Linked DNA regions of Mus musculus: region 1 is linked to region 2. Evidence: chromatin contacts called from public Hi-C data. All regions are on one chromosome and are shown on one strand. Each heading gives the region's core, a stretch centred on a gene start, on an enhancer-like site or on the middle of the called end of the contact. The rest is flanking DNA. Distances are from core to core; before and after follow the strand shown.

Evidence for each region. A called contact is a pair of places that touch in the nucleus more often than the background predicts.
Region 1: a Hi-C map of Th1 cells shows a contact between it and region 2, with 3 times the contacts expected there. The contact joins two enhancer-like sites. A contact is called at or near these places in 16 of 39 promoter capture datasets (the 3T3-L1 cell line, 3T3-L1-derived adipocytes, the HPC-7 cell line and 11 more), 3 of 15 datasets of contacts at CTCF or cohesin (the NIH/3T3 cell line, embryonic stem cells and pro-B cells), 46 of 484 Hi-C or Micro-C datasets (the AML12 cell line, the AtT-20 cell line, B cells and 28 more), 11 of 115 datasets of contacts at active chromatin or transcription factors (bone marrow-derived dendritic cells, bone marrow-derived macrophages, embryonic forebrain and 7 more) and 1 of 9 other capture datasets (embryonic stem cells).

The regions. Positions count from the first base shown.
Region 1 is chr7:123,190,523-123,194,142 of GRCm38.p6, forward strand. It overlaps Tnrc6a (trinucleotide repeat containing 6a), which reads left to right. Exons shown (of 24, transcript NM_144925.3): 22 at 978-1,048; 23 at 1,537-1,676; 24 at 2,057-3,620. The coding sequence ends at 2,429. Among named protein-coding and RNA genes, the nearest start is that of Slc5a11, 23 kb to the right of the region's middle. Within about 2 kb of position 1,404, at least 25 of the 459 cell types and tissues checked have an H3K27ac peak or open chromatin away from gene starts, as enhancers often do. A contact at or near this core is called in Th1 cells, where this site is marked.
Region 2 is chr7:123,023,893-123,027,510 of GRCm38.p6, forward strand. No RefSeq gene overlaps it. Among named protein-coding and RNA genes, the nearest start is that of Rbbp6, 55 kb to the left of the region's middle. Within about 2 kb of position 1,414, at least 27 of the 459 cell types and tissues checked have an H3K27ac peak or open chromatin away from gene starts, as enhancers often do. A contact at or near this core is called in Th1 cells, where this site is marked.

The DNA.
Region 1 (3,620 bases), core at 154-2,653, 170 kb after region 2:
GACCAGGCTGGCATGAAACTCACTGAGATCCACCTGCCTCTGCCTCCCAAGTGCTGGGATTAAACGTGTGCACCCCCTCAGCCCTAAGGGAATGCATCTTAAAAGGTCTGTTTGTTTCCTAACTCATGGCTGGCTTGCAGAACAAGACTGGTACATGGAAAATTAAGCTGGAGAGAGAAGATAGAGATTGGGCTTGTTTTGGTAGTAGCTTGGCCCATCCCAAGAATGACCATGGCTAGGCGGTGGTGGCACACGCCTTTAATCCCAGCACTTGGGAGGCAGAGGCAGGCAGATTTCTGAGTCTGAGGTCAGCCTGGTCTACAGAGTGAGTTCCAGGACAGCCAGAGCTACACAGAGAAACCCTGTCTCAAAAACAAACAAACAAACAAACAAGAATCACCATGAAGTTTACTGTTTAGGCAGACATTTGAAAGCGTAAGTGGGTGCTATTGACCCCTAAGGTCAAGCAGACATAGGGCCCAGTGACATACTGTGAAATACCTGTAAGGTGTCACGGGGCCAGGTGCTTCTTAATCATGTTTAGATGTTACTTTCTAAAGGAGAGGGATTGCCTTAGGCTCATGCAGGAAAGGCTCAGTGGAGAACTCACTCAGTAACCTAGACAAAATCAAAAGATACCTGATGCCAAACAGTTCAGTGCCCTTAAAGGTACTTGTCTTAGGGACAGATGCAGAAAGGCTTACCTGAGGCCTGCCCTTGGGCACCGTTTGGAAGTAGTTTACCCTAAATGGAAAGATGCCATGGAATAGAGGCACCTGAAGGTAGGGCTCAGCACCTGATCCAGGCTGGAGCAAGCTGATATCACAGATCTTTGTTGCATGAGGGGAAAGTAGGCAAAAGAGAAAGGAGCCCAGATTCCCGAGGACTGAGATTAGCTGTCGTTTGATTGGCTGTACTTGTCTTAAACAGTCATTCAGGCAGAGCTGTAGAGTGCTGACTGCTTGCTCTTTATTCAGGCTCCAGCTGGGGTGAGAGCAGCTCAGGGAGAATAACCAATTGGCTTGTTCTGAAGAACCTCACACCTCAGGTAAGGAGGCACCCGCTCAGTGCATACAGTGGGCTGGGGAGAGCTATGCGCTCCAAACAGGCCTGACACTGCTCATCAAGGCCAGGCAGAGGGTGACACTTCGCTGCCTCTAGTCTGATCCAGTGGTTTTCATGCTGTTATGTTTAGGGCAGCACAGTAATGCAGATACCTATGTCTCACCCAGTACTGAGTGGTGCTGGGCTTTGCAAGTGTGGCTTTGTGGGATTATATTACCCCTCCAGAGAGCTTGGTCTACTCTTTCCTAAGTATTTTCTTAGGAGGCTACTCTCCCACTCGTAGGGAGCAGTGTCTTGAGGTTCTGTCATGGAGTAGGTGGGGGAAGACATGAAGCCGTGCCTGGGGTGATGACTCATCGCCTAGCTCTAGCCCACTGCATATAAGGAAGAGGCACTGAACCTGGCATGAGAAGGAGGTACCTTCCAATGGCTCTCACAATGGAGGCCCTAACCGCAGCCTGCTCTGTCTAGATTGATGGCTCAACTCTGCGCACCCTGTGCATGCAGCATGGCCCACTGATTACATTCCATCTGAACCTCCCACATGGAAATGCTCTGGTCCGTTACAGTTCAAAAGAAGAGGTAGTGAAGGCACAAAAGTCTCTGCACATGTAAGTTGCCCCAAGACTCCTGATGGGGAGGGGAGAGGCTGGGAGAGCTGAGAGTAAAAGCCCAACCCAAGACCCCTGTGTAGACCTGGTTAATGTGGACCAGGAGAGACTTAGGCGGAGGGATAACTTGAGCCTAGGCGTTGAAGGCTACTTCAGAAAATAGAACGTGACCTTAGATCCTGGAGAAGCCCTTGTGTTGCCTATGGGAGGCAGACCTGGTCTAGATGCCCCATAACCCCTTCTGGAACATTCACTCTGGGCATGGAGCAGGCCAGGCTCCTTCTGCACCTCCTTGGTTTTCTCTCGGAGCAGGTCACACTGCTAGTTGAGCTTATGAAGCCATGCATCTAGAAGACCTCATGTTGTGCCCTCTCCTCTAGGTGTGTGCTGGGGAACACTACTATTCTCGCTGAGTTTGCCAGTGAAGAGGAGATCAGTCGCTTCTTTGCACAAAGTCAGTCTCTGACCCCTTCTCCTGGCTGGCAGTCTCTCGGGTCCAGCCAGAGCCGGCTGGGCTCTCTCGACTGTTCCCACTCGTTCTCCAGCCGGACTGATGTCAATCACTGGAATGGTGCTGGGCTGTCGGGAGCTAACTGTGGAGACCTTCACGGCACTTCCCTCTGGGGGACCCCACATTATTCCACAAGCCTGTGGGGTCCCCCGAGCAGCGACCCCCGGGGAATTAGCAGCCCATCCCCCATTAATGCTTTTCTTTCTGTTGACCACCTGGGTGGGGGTGGGGAGTCCATGTAATGGCATAGGTATAGACGTAAACTGTGACCTCACGAAGAGAAGGAAAGGAGCACTAAGTTGGGCTCGCCGCCTGCAGCCAGGGCACCTGTGGGAACAGCTGTTTTCTGCACATTCTCCACTTTGTTTTCCCCAAAACATATCAGTTTGAATACTTGAATCATGCAGGCCAATATTATAATGTGAAAGGGTATCTATCTATTTACACTCCCAAACAGCGCCATACAGCTACCGTGTGGAATGAGCTCACTTGTGTATTCATCATGTTTAGCCTTCGGATTCCTTCTTTCCTCCATTTCCATCCCCATCCCCACCTTTTATTTTTATTTGTATTTTTTGCAAAACCGTTTTGGGGCTGACGTATGAGCTTTTACCTTTGCACTGAGTGATGTTCTCCGTCTAATCGGCAATATGGGGGCAGCTGTTCCAGTGTAGATGTTTACTCAAGGGTGTTCTCAAGGCGTGCGCTCTCTACTATGCCTCATGTTGCCTACCTTAGTGTGGTATCGTGGAGTTGAAAAGATCAAGTTAAGATACTGACGTAGGATTCTTAATGAAAGTATTGCACCAGTTTTTTCATGTTGTAAAACTAAAGAATTTCGCTCTACAGTTTGAGAAACTGTGGCCACCGCTGTGACCTGCAGCCCGCCTGCTGCCCAGGACGGGCCCTGCACTTTGAACAGGCTTTCCATGTTGTTTTGAAGGTTCCCACGGTGAACCTTCTTGTTTACAGATTTTTTTGTTTGTTTTTTGAGAAAAAAAATGTTTACTCTTCCATCATTTAAAAAAAAAAAATTAAAAGACAAAAAAAAAAAAAAAGGAGGGTGGTTTAAAAGACGCTTCTATCTCTGGGAAAAGAGCAGCAGTTGGCCATGTTCTTCTGTTTTCTATTCCTGTCCTAAATCAAAGAGCATGGTTCTCAGGAAACCAGTTCCCCGGTCAAAAAATCTTGTAGTTTCTTATAGGAAAGAAGAAAACCCAACTTTTAGCACTGATACTACGTATTGCTCTGTTCAACATTTTCTCTGCCAAAAAAAGAAAAAAAAAAAAAAAAGAAAAGAAAAAAGAAAAAAACGCGCTTCGAGCTGGAGTTGCCGTCTGCTTTCAGATGCTGTCCTTTAGTAGTGAGTGATGATGGTTTGCTAATCGCTAGGTGACTTTTGTAACCCCATCAGTGGCTCTCATGTCTCTGCT
Region 2 (3,618 bases), core at 164-2,663:
TCTGGTGTTCAGTGCATCTGTCATTGCTAATGTTGGTCACTTGCCCCCATCTCCTTCCTCACCTGGCTTAAAGGCTTACAGTTTTCATTTGAGTATAGATAACAGCTTGTGTTTTCATTGATGCTAGTGTTTAGTTTTCTGTTCCATCGATCTCTGTACATCCTTCCAAAAGAAAAGCCCTTCCCTCTGGTTTTCTGTCCTCTATCCCCCTGCCTCTCCCCACCCCATTCCACATCCCCGGCCCCATAGAATTCCTAAGATGCTGCTGTTCCCATAAATATATTTACACAACATATATTTTAGTCACTTAGTACAGTTTTTAAAAATGTTCCTCCACGCTGACACCTGCATCACTGTTGAATTTCTTTCTCCAGTTGTATGCATATTCCACATCTTGCTGATCCAGTCATTAGATGATGGACATTTGAGGTGTTTTGCCTTTTCCTCTTGGGATAATGCTGCTGTGAGTACTCCTGTATAAATCTGGCATAAACAGATGTTTCCATTTCATCTAGGTAAATACTTGTATTCAGAATTACTGGGTCTGTTGGAGCTGTGTGTTTAACTTTCTCTAATCCTTAAAATCAAAACTTGGAATTATATAGGTTTTGTTTGGTTTTTGCTTTGTTTTGAAATAGGGTCTCATAGCCCTGGCTGGCCTAGACACATGAACTCACAGAGATCTTCCTGCCTGCCTTACTTCCTAAGTTCTGGCATTAAAGGTGTGCGTCACCATGGCCACCTTGCTTTTTTTTTTTAATGACTACCCCATATTGCCCCACTCCGACCGACCCCTTGGGACAGTCTAATAGCTCCGCACACCCTGAGATTCTCTTATGGAGCCTAGGCTGGCCTTGCCCTGAGCACACATTCCTCCTGCCGTCCCTTCCCAAATGCTGGGGTGGCAGGGCCTGCAGCACCATACTCGTCGGCTTTGTTACATGTAACCGTTTGTTACATGTTTTTGTTTTGTTTCTTGTGCTTGCTGTCTGTTCAGCCTTTTAAACCCTGTGTGTCTATGGTTTTCATCTGAGATCTGGGAGCTTTTCAGGCATAGCTCATGACCATGTTTTCTCCATTTCCCTCCCTGCCCTGGGCTCCTTGAGCTTGCCTGGAGCCCACAGATTCTCCATTCACGTCCCAGTCTTCCCTTCTCTCTGTGCGTCTTCTGTGGGGTACTTTCCTTCGCTCTTTTATAATTCTTTTTTTTTTTTTTTTTTTTGCCATTGCTTCTACTTCTTTGTTGTTGTGGGTTTCCTTTTTCTTGTTTTGTTTGCTTGTTTTTTGAGACAGGGTCTCCTTCTCGATGCAGGCTGGCCCAGCCTTTTCTGTGGAAACCCAGGTCAAGAGCCTGGAAAGCGAAACGACTCCTCTGCCTGAGCGGTCAGCGGTCAGCGTTGCCAGGTTACACTTTCTGCTTTCTTGCCTGTATCTGAGACCGGATGGTAGGCATTTTCAGTTTCGTTTTGATGAATCCTTAGGTTTTGGGGGTTCTTGTTACTGTGAAGCAAAGTCTCATGTAGTCCAGGATGGCTTCAAACGCACTAAGTATCAGAGGATAACATGAAACTTCTAATGCCCTTGCCTCCAATCCCAACCTGAGATTACAGACAAGTACCACTTCCACCAGTTTGTGCAATGCTGAAGATGGAACCCAGGGCTTTGTATAATCTAGCTCAACAGTGTATCAGCTGAGCCTCAGCCCTTCCTCCTCCTCTTCCTCCTTCTTCAAATTTACATATTTTATTTTATGTATATGAGTGTTCTGCCTGCATATATGTGTGACACTGTGTGTGTGCCTGGTGCCCCTGGAGGTTAGAAAAGAGCATCAGCTCCCCTGGAACTGCAGTTATGGATGGTTGTGAGCCACCACGTAGGTGCTGGGAATCAAACCCAGCTCTTCTGCAAGAAGCTGCTGCCGCCTCCTCCTCCTCCTCCTCCTCCTCCTCCCCCTCCTCCTTCACCCCCTCCTCTCCTCCTCCTCCTCCTCCCCCTCCTCCCCTCCTCAACCCCCTCCTCCTCTTCCTCATCCCCTTCTCCTCTTCCTCCTTCCCTCTTCCTCTTCCTCCTCTCCTCCTCCTCCTCTTCCTTCTCCTCCTCCTCCTTCTCCTTCTTTTTCTTCTAGATTTTCTCTCCCTTAACTCCTCCCAGATCTTCTGTACCTCTCCACTCACCCAAATCCATACCCTTTGTTGTTCTCTCTCATTAAAAAACAAACAGGCATTTAAAAAAATGATAAAATAAGATCGAAAGGCTTATAGCTGAGTTGCCATTTATTTTTGCAGTGTTCAGAGTATCTCCAGTAGCTTGAACATTAGTCAGTAGGGGCAAAGGCTCTGGGTAGACAGCAGCTCGACTTCTCTGTGCTGAGTGAGTTATATAGCTATCACCTTCAGTAGGAGGGCTTCATCAGTTTGTGGGGAGAAACCAATAGGCTTGGTGGTAGCCTGTGTTGTTAGGGGGTTTCATGGAGCCCCTTTGGCCAACGACATGATTAGATGTAACCCATTCCTGGGCCTGGGGCTTTCAGTGGAAGGCAAGAGATATCTGGATGCAGCTTTTCTCCCTCATTGCTTAGATTTCTTTCATATATGCATATATTTTAAGAAGCCTCTACTGTGCTAGGTTTCTACAGGAGCCCTCGAATGTCCCTTAATTTTAACTGTCCCTCTCCATATACCCTCCCTTGCCCCTCGTCCTTCCCTCTCTTGTTTGATTCTCCCATTCCAGTGCCCCCTCCCCCACCTCTATCTATTCTATTTCCCCTCCCCAGGAAGCATCCCTCACACACACACCCCAGTGCTAGACATAATCTCTGTGGTCATATGGATTGTAGCCTGCTTATCCAAGACTTAGCAGCCCTCATCTACATATAAGCAAATATATACCATATTTGTAGGGTTTTCTTTTTTTGTTTTTGTTTGTTTGTTTGTTTGTTTTCAAGGCAGGGTTTCTCTGTATAGCCCTGGCTGCCCTGGAACTCACTTTGTAGACCAGGCTGGCCTCAAACTCAGAAATCCGCCTACCTCTGCCTCCTAAGCGCTGGGATTAAAGGTGTGCACCACCATCGCCCAGCATATTTGTAGTTTTTGATCTAGGTTACTCCGGATGACTTTTTTCAAGCTCCACCCATTTACCTGAGACTCTCATGATGTTACGTTGTGTAAATGTCCTATATTCTCCTTACCCATTTATCCATTCACGGATATTTAGGCGGTTTGCAAGTTCTGACTATGATGAGCAGAGCCACAATGAATATGGTTGAGCAAGTGCCGCTGTAGCAAGATACAGAGTCCTTTGAGTATGTGCCCAGGAGTGGTGTAGCTGGCTTTTGAGGTAGAGCTATTCCCAGCTTCCACCACCACAATTATCTACATTGTGGCTGTACAAGTTTGCACTCCTACCAGCAAAGGTCAGGTGTCCCCCTTACCCCACATCCTTGCCAGCATGGGCTGTCATTTGTTTTGTTGATCTTGGCCGTTCTGACTGGTGTACTATGAAATCTTAAAGTAGTTTTGGTTTGCATTTCACTAATGACTAAGAATGTTAAACATTTCTTTATATGTTTCTTGGCAAATTGTGTTTCATCTTTTGAGAATTCTGTTTAGATTTGTAAAC